2 separate regions of the Sus scrofa genome follow, and region 2 is linked to region 1. A link is a contact called in public HiChIP or PLAC-seq data. All regions are on one chromosome and are shown on one strand. Each heading gives the region's core, a stretch centred on a gene start, on an enhancer-like site or on the middle of the called end of the contact. The rest is flanking DNA. Distances are from core to core; before and after follow the strand shown. Region 1 holds the start of COLEC12 (collectin-12). Region 2 holds the start of THOC1 (THO complex subunit 1).

Evidence for each region. HiChIP or PLAC-seq counts read pairs in DNA pulled down with a chosen protein or histone mark.
Region 2: an H3K27ac HiChIP or PLAC-seq map of alveolar macrophages shows a contact between it and region 1. The contact joins the promoter of THOC1 here to the promoter of COLEC12 in region 1. A contact is called at or near these places in 1 of 5 promoter capture datasets (fetal skeletal muscle), 5 of 47 Hi-C or Micro-C datasets (embryonic fibroblasts, epiblast stem cells, fetal skeletal muscle and 1 more) and 2 of 2 datasets of contacts at active chromatin or transcription factors (alveolar macrophages and skeletal muscle).

The regions. Positions count from the first base shown.
Region 1 is chr6:105,806,375-105,810,448 of Sscrofa11.1, forward strand. It overlaps COLEC12 (collectin-12), which reads left to right and starts at 1,783. Exons shown (of 10, transcript XM_021096156.1): 1 at 1,783-1,995. The coding sequence starts at 1,989.
Region 2 is chr6:106,037,013-106,041,086 of Sscrofa11.1, forward strand. It overlaps THOC1 (THO complex subunit 1), which reads left to right and starts at 2,250. Exons shown (of 20, transcript XM_021096158.1): 1 at 2,250-3,686. The coding sequence starts at 3,510. LOC110261178 (a long non-coding RNA gene) reads right to left here and starts at 3,534. Exons shown (of 4, transcript XR_002345053.1): 1 at 3,108-3,534.

The DNA.
Region 1 (4,074 bases), core at 533-3,032:
GGTTCTTTACATATTCTGGATATTAACCCCTTATCAGATATATGGTTTGCAAATATTTTCTCCCATTCTGTGGGTTGCCTTTTCATTCTGCTGATAGTGTCTTTGATGCACAAAAGTTTTTCATTTTGATGAAATCCAGTATACTTCTTTTGTTGACTGTGTTTTTGGTGTCATAGCTATTTTAGGTTTTTAAAATGATTTTTTTCTATTCGAATATCGGAGCCAAAATTCTCTCCATTTTTCAGTTGGAGAGATTATTCAAAGAAACTGATGGGCTTATTCCATCCTGTTTGCTGTGCAAAACAAGGCAGGTACTTTGGAGAAAATCTCTGGAGTAATCTTCAGGGACCCTATAGTTTCACCAACACCCCCCCCAAAGTGAAAAAACTGCGTTTTCATCTTTTTCTTTGCCAGTCATGGACAAGTTTCCCCCTAATGTTCAAAACAGAAAGCTTTTGGAATGGAGAGTCTGTGAAATATTTTAGAATGTATTCATTTCTGGGCACTGCCTTTTACTAGAGCAGAGCGTTCCCTGTTTACAATGAATCAATGGGCTGGTGACACCCTGTTACCAAGTCTTCAGGAGTGGAAATCTGAAAAGCTGTGACCACTGCCCAGCCAGAACTGTATAGTTTTTGGTGCGCTAGCAAGCGCACAAGTCTTTTATTTCTTTTTTTTTTTTTTTTTGTCTTTTTGCTATTTCTTGGGCCGCTCCCGCGGCATATGGAGGTTCCCAGGCTAGGGGTCCAATTGGAGCTGTAGCCACCGGCCTACGCCAGAGCCACAGCAACACGGAATCCGAGCCGCGTCTGCAACCTACACCAGAGCTCACGGCAATGCCGGATCGATAACCCACTGAGCAAGGGCAGGGACTGAACCGGCAACCTCATGGTTCTTGGTCGGATTCGTTAATCACTGCGCCACGACGGGAACTCCCTTTTTTTATTTCTTCATTGAAGGAAGTTCCTCCACACTTCCCTCCTCCCGCTCCCCCGCACCCCAACTCCACTCATCACTTAGCTTTTGCAGTTAAAGCACCAAAGCAATGGGTCTGCTTAGGAGAGTTTCTGAAAGGAATGATAAACACAGAGAAGCAACATGATGAGCCACAATGAAAAGCACTCATTATGAAGCCGCTCAACAGCCCAGCCTCCTTTCCTAGTAAAACTGGCGTCAACCTGGTCTTTTCAGGGGCTGTGGGTGGGAGGAAGACTTTTCTAACCAAGGGGAGTGTGGTGGGTCTGTTCGTCTCTCTCTTCTTGAAGTCCAGCAGTTATAATCCTGCTCCGAATTCTTCAGGGAGAGCATCTAATGGTGACTGCGGATTCAGCGACAGCTCTTCCCGGGAGACAGTGAGCACGATTCCTTGTGCCCCTTTGAGCATCAACAAGCGCACTTGGAAACTTCGAGCCCCAGGACGTTCGCGCCCCTCTTTGATCCTCTAACCCTCCGTGCCCAGAGCCGTTTGGGGACGGGAAGAGCTAACTTTGTGCCCCCGTGACGCTGCTGCTCCTAGTCCTCTCCACACTCTAGGTAGTCTGGAGTCTAGAAACAAGCCCAGCCGCAGCATGTTCTGCCCACCCCGAGGGTGAGCGCTGACCACCCTGGAAGACGCTTTCCTCCGACGTCGCCCCGCTTCTGGTCTAACGCTAAAAAGAGGGAGCCTGCGAGCTGCGGCGGGGCAGGGGCGGACGCCGACCTGCGGGCGGGGCGCGCGCGGGAGGGCGCGAGGGGGGCGTGGGCGCGGCGGCTCGCGCGCCCCGGCGGCCGGGCCAGGGGAGGGGCGCTGGCGGGAGCGGCGCCTCCCGCCCGGGGTGAGCGGCGCGCGCGGCGGCCCAGCGGCACAGAGCGCGGAGCGGGAAGGGAGGGCTGGAGCGCAGACGGCCGACGCGCGGGGGCTGCCATGGGCGCGCACTGACCCGCTGCTCAGCGCGAACTTCCTTGGCGGCGCGGAGCTCCCCGGCTGGCGGTGCGTCTCCTCCGTCACCATGAAAGGTAGGGCGGGCTCCTGGGCGCGAGGAAAGCGGCAGAGGTGCATCCTGCGCGGACTTTCTCTGCGCGTAGTCCTGGGGGAGACCCGGCGCCCACTTTGTGCGCGCACCCTTGGGGCGCCCCCGGCCCCTAAGGGCTCGGGAGTTGGGTACCGACGGAGACCTAGAGGTTGGGGTTTTGAAGCGTGCAAGTATTCCCTTCTGCATAGTGTCTGCAAAGTAGTTTGAAGCCCCAAGTCATTGTTTACAGATTCCAGTTCCCAACTTTTTATTGAAAAAATATACCCAGGAGAGTGGCGGCACCATCATGCACCTCCCCACCCCCCCACCCCGCGCCAGTCCGTTCTCGGCTCTGCAGCCCTACCGGCTCTCTTCAGGGTCCTCTCTCCTCCCCGCTGTTGCCGTTTCCCTAACCCAGAAGTGAACGGGCTGCCGGCCGGGTGTTTTTTCTGGGACTCGGGGATGTTCTCGGTGCGCCCTCCCCACATCTGGCAATGATTAGGTGCCCGAGGAGTTCATCTAGCTCGGGGAGTGAGTTTGGTTGGCATCTTTCGCCATCAGACCCACTGACTGGAAAATAACGCCTTCGGTTCCGCGTCCTTTCCATGTGCCGCCTCCGGAGTTGTGCCCACGTGTGTTCAGGGGTGACAGAGTCACCTCATTAATCGTCGCCCGGGCGGTGTCCTCTGCAGGTCGGTTTTGGGGACGTGTCAGATGTTATCGTACCTTTAAACGCAATCGCGAGGAGAAGGGCTTCGCAGGGCCGCCGTCTAAACGTAAAAACACGAAGATTTTTCAGCAGAATCCAGATTTATATGCGAGATAAATCATCACAGCAGAGGCATCCAAGGGGATCGTTTGGGGATGGGCCGGCGAGGTGTTTACACAAGACTGGAGTCCTGGTCTTGGGCTAGGGTAACACTTTTAAGTCCCCGCGCTGGACGGGAGTGAGGGGGCTGGGTGCTAAATGCCATCTGACCGCAGGGACTGAGTTTCAAGCCACCAGAGACCACGCGATGCGACCGCTTTGACTTGCAAGCGTTGCGCCCCAGGAGCCTCGCAGACTTGAAGAGTAACTTTTGGCTCTGGGTTCCTCTGGAAGGCAGTTCACACTAAACACTCCGGAGCAATAATGTCTTACCAATTAGTTCTCCTTTCAAGGGAGTCCTGTGTCCTCCTCTGGAGACCCTGAGAAGGTGGAAAGGGGCCCACCCGAGGGCTAGAGAAACAAAAGACGTGATGTACACTCTGGCTCAAGAATTGCAAAACACCTTGGCTTGTTTTCCTTCTTTCTCCACCTCAGTTTCTCTTTGCTCAATTACATTCTAGGAAACTCTCACACTTTCTTTGCTTAGCGCTGATTGAAGGATCCTCCCAGAAAGGAAAGTGTTCCTGTGGCTAAACATTACTCTGGGGCTCAGTTACTATCATTTTTAGCCAGAAGTTAATCTTCTCATTGCTGGTTACTGTGGCCAGTAGATTTTTGAACTCTTGGCAAGATAAGCCAGCTACTCATTTCATCAGCTCCCATGTGGATTCCTAAACCTTGAAAATCTTGTTATGCTTTTGACTGGGTCAATGACTGTTATTGCATTTTGGGGTATTTTTCACTGTTAATTCAAATCTGCAATGGAAAAACACACCTACAAGTCTAAACATAGTTTTTGTGAAATTTACACTGCATTCTGGACCAGCTTGCAGACCTCCTGGAGAAGGCTCATTGCTTACCCGCTCTGGTCTGGGCACTGTGGAAAAGGCCCCACTTACCTTCTGTCTCAGTGGGAGAGAGGTCGGAGGGACTGGTGAGCCCCGGGGTAAACTAGTCACTTTTAAGCCTCTTTTAAAACAAAATATTCTGTAAGAGGTTTGCTTATCAACTCTTGCTGTATAATTTGCACTTATTTGTCTGGTTGGTGAAGTGGGGAAGAAAGAAGAGAGTAAGAATTTTTTAGTACCTACTTAGTGCCAGCTGCTGTGCTCTACAAGCAATCTCTCCATGAATCCTCTTAACCACTCTAGGAGGTAGGTGTTTTAATCCCTACATGATAGATGTGGAAACCCGGAATCTAGAAGAAATAGGCAC
Region 2 (4,074 bases), core at 1,000-3,499, 230 kb after region 1:
ACGCCTCTTCCATCCCTCCCTAAACTTCCTAAGCTTAGTTGACCTAATTTGAGGTCTTAGAGTCATCATTATTACAGAAAAGGAATCCCACTTACCAGATCACTTCCTGGTCATGTAACAATAGGCTCATATTCACATCTACAGCCACTCTAGTCACACCTCACCCAAAAGGAGGCTTTGCTTTGCTGTGCATTCATAAGAAGGTCCACCACTGCTCAGAAGCAAAGTCCAACTGCAGATTTTACCTGACTCTTGGAAGGTAACAGAGATGTATACACCTGCTAGAACCTAAATTTCCAGCACAATGGATCATTTGAAAGTCAATCCACCTCATTCAGAACTTCAGAGGGGTGGCCCAGCCTCCTCTTTTGGAGACAGAGAAATGGAAACTAGGTAACTCACACAATTGCAGATAAAACCCACTTCAGCTCCTGCATTAATTGGGAGTCTTTGATGGCAAGTGAATGAAATCCAACTCCACCTAGAAGGTGATAATGAAGCTGTCATCTGACATGGAAAACCCAGAGATCAAAGTATTCTTCAGTGAATCTCTTTTCCTATCACTTTTTCATCTCTCTCTCTCCTCCCCAGCAGACATCTTCCAGAGGAGTCAGCACTACAGCATGGTCTGTAAGCTCTCCCTGCCTGCTCCTCTCCCTCCCTAGTACATCTCTTGCCCACTTAATCCTGTGTTGATGTCCGCTTCTCAATAGACTCAAACTAACTCAATCAAGACTTGCAGAAGCAACCCCAGGTAAGAATTTCTGAATAAATAATTAAGGTGCTTTCAGGAGAAACCAGTATAGGAGAGAAACAGGACAGGAAAGCGAAAGAAACCAAATGATAGGTCAATTTCAATCAAAATTTCTGCCCAACCCTTCAGGGAAGCAGGGCTCACCAAGGCAAGAAGTCACCCATCATTCTATTTCTAACCTTAAATTATGTTCATCTATGATGCTCCAATCAAGATCACCAAACAGAATTTTATCAAGAACACTAGATGATGGTAATGAAATAAAATAATAATACTGCATATATAACCTAATATTATATTTGTGCCTAGCAAATAGTAGGCACTCAACAAATAAGTAATGAATTGTACCATATTTACAATATAAAACGCTTGAAAACTGCCATCACCCTACTTAAAAAGGCAGCACCCACAGATTGTTTTCACGTAATTCCTCTTTTCCCCACAAAATATAAGTCCCAAAACTTACACAAAGTGCCAGCTCTCTTCCATTCTTCTTTTCAGTCCCATTTCTCCTAAGCCAAGAATCTCACTCTTGTTGCTCAACTTTGTCTCTCACACATCAGTTCCCTGTTAATATAATTCTTTCAATCCACTTAAACTACCTACAGAGAGAAAGGGACCTACAGATAGGGCCCAGAACTGGAACCACCAAAAGCCGCAACCCAACATTCTAACACGGCTGACTGGGGAGCCTGGAAAAGGATGTTTCCTTGGCCTGGGCCAGAGGATAAAGACCACAACAAAAGCAGACCAAGCTGCCCCTTGGTCGTCTTCTAGATCTCACCACTCCAATGGAAACTTGAATCCAGTGGACACACCAGAAGAGGAAGAAAGATGTGCTTAGAATCCATTTAAACATCCTTCCTAGAATTTCCCATGGAGGGTGTTTCCTAACAGCAAGGCATTCCCTGGCCCCTTTTACCTCGCTAGCGTAGGAGGAAAAAAGAGGTGCTCAGGAAATTTGAGTTTACATGTTATTGGATGTCTGCTCTTTGATGTTATTATTACATACTTCTTAAAAATATATATATTATTGACAATAAGATCCTTACCCTTATCTAATTATAAGGAAATGACTTATGAGGCCCATGGCTTGGGGAAGATTCATGGGTTAAGATTTGAGAAAAATACAGACTTTGGGCTTAAAGCTAGGGGTTCAAATCCCAAATTCAGCTTTCTCTAGCTATGTGATCTAGGTCAGAGGAGCCTATTTCCTCAAAGTGTTAACCATGTACAACGTTGTTGTAACTAGTAAAAATAATGCAGAAAAAGTGTCTGGCTGATAGGAGATACTCAATAAAACTTGGGCATTTCTTATGATGGTCTAACAGTGTGAAGCATACAAAAATTAATCTCTTATAGAGCTATTATGCAAATTACTCCTAATCAAAACTGTATACTGCAGTTTTTCATTTATGTTGGCCAGCACTCCTCAAAAAGGCAATTAAGCTGTATTACCTGGTCCATTCAATCATTTGTTCATTGATTACTCAAACAGATACTGTCCACTGTGTACAAAGTGCCCAACAGATGTGTGAATAAACCATTGTGTGACTAGGCTTTGACAGATGGATCAATAAACTCAAACTCTTCCTGTTTGGATTTTTGTAAAAAATAATTTTATTTATCTCTTAACTCTTAGTTACCTCCAGACAGTTAACAATCATCTATAATATACTAATCCTATTACATCAGCTACCTATTAAATTGCTTAGTCGCAGTTTATTTCGGCAATTTGGAAATTTAAGTTATACAACGGAACCTGAATGATTGATTCTGTTGATTCTAAAAAAAAAAAAAAATTTGCAACGCTCCGGGTAGCCATCAGTGTTCACAATTCCCACATTAGGGAGAAGATTATGCCAAGCTATCTTTTTGTTAGCATTCTGTATTCCCGCTGGAGTCAACGAAGGAAACGAGGTAAAGCTCGCCTAGCTTTACACCCATATGGAGGGAGACAAGAGCTGGTGTAAAGTTCCTTGTGTTTGGGTCAGCGTTTCTTTTCCCACTACAAAATTCCAACTGAATAAATTCCGGCCACTTGGCTTCTCATTGGCCAAGCAAGAGGGGACAAGGGAGCAAACTGCCGGGAAGCCAAGGTTTTGCAACCGCTGCCTTAATCCCCAACGCGGTGCCACCGGTTATCCAATCAGCGCCGAGTACCACATTCCTCCCCGAGGTTCCTCCTCCAGTAGAGACCTCTACGTAACAGCAAAGTCAGCTAATCCCCAAATATTCCTAATAATACTTACATTGCTACACAAGCCACACTTGCATTCATTATTTCACTCAAGCTCCTCAACGACCCAAGAATAGGGGTACTGTTTGTATTTCTCAGGAGAGGGGACTGCACCTGAGCTACAGATCCCAGGAGCTCCAGGGCCGATACGCAAATCCCGAGCTGTAACCACGCCTTCGAGAAGAACTGCGATCTGGCGGCTCAGGACCACTGCCGACACTTCCTCAGCCTGAAGCTTTCCGGGATAACCCACTTGCCTTGGATTCTCAGGCAGTAGTTACCCTCCCTCGCGGCCCACTGAGCCGATAACCTGACGCATTCACCCATCCTCCCCAAACCTGGAAAACCACTGTCAAGTGTGCGTCCTTGCCAGCAACGCGCAGCTCTTACAAGACGAGGCCTCGAATCTGCCGTCACTCTAAGGGTCACCCACGAACCCGGATCAAGCACTGAGTGGCCGACTCAGGCTTCCCACGCCCGCCCGACCGCGGTCACCACAATTGTTCCCATTAACAAATGGGCCCAGCCCTGAACGTAGAGGCCGCTCTATCCTCTCACGGAGCCAGCCCTCTCGTTGCTCCTTACCTGACGTCATCGTCAGGCGCCGCGGCGCGGTGGCGGGCACGCGCAGCCGAGAAGATGTCGCCGACGCCGCCGCTTTTCAGTTTGCCCGAAGCGCGGACGCGGTTTACGGTGAGCTGAAGGCAGGAGGGTGTAGCTCTGGCCCTGCGCTAATTTTTGCCCCCCTCTTTGTGAAATTACTGGAATTTTGCTCTGGGGGTAAAGCGGGGACAGAGGCGTGTGCTCCGCGGCGACGTGCTCCCGGCCCTGCCGTGCCCTGGGAAGTGGGAAAGGCGCATTACCTGCCTCTTCCGCGCGTCTTCTGTGGTCCGCCTCCACCTTCCCTCCCGCGGTTACCCGGACCCCCCTTTTGAGCGCCTTTGGGCCCTGCGTGACCACCCGCAGACCACACCTGTTCAGGTTCAGTTCCTCTGGAGTGCTCGTTTAGCCGGGCAGGTGTCTTCAGAACTGGAAGGGAGGCTGCTGAAGGGGGAGGGCGATAGTGGTTTTATCCCAGAGA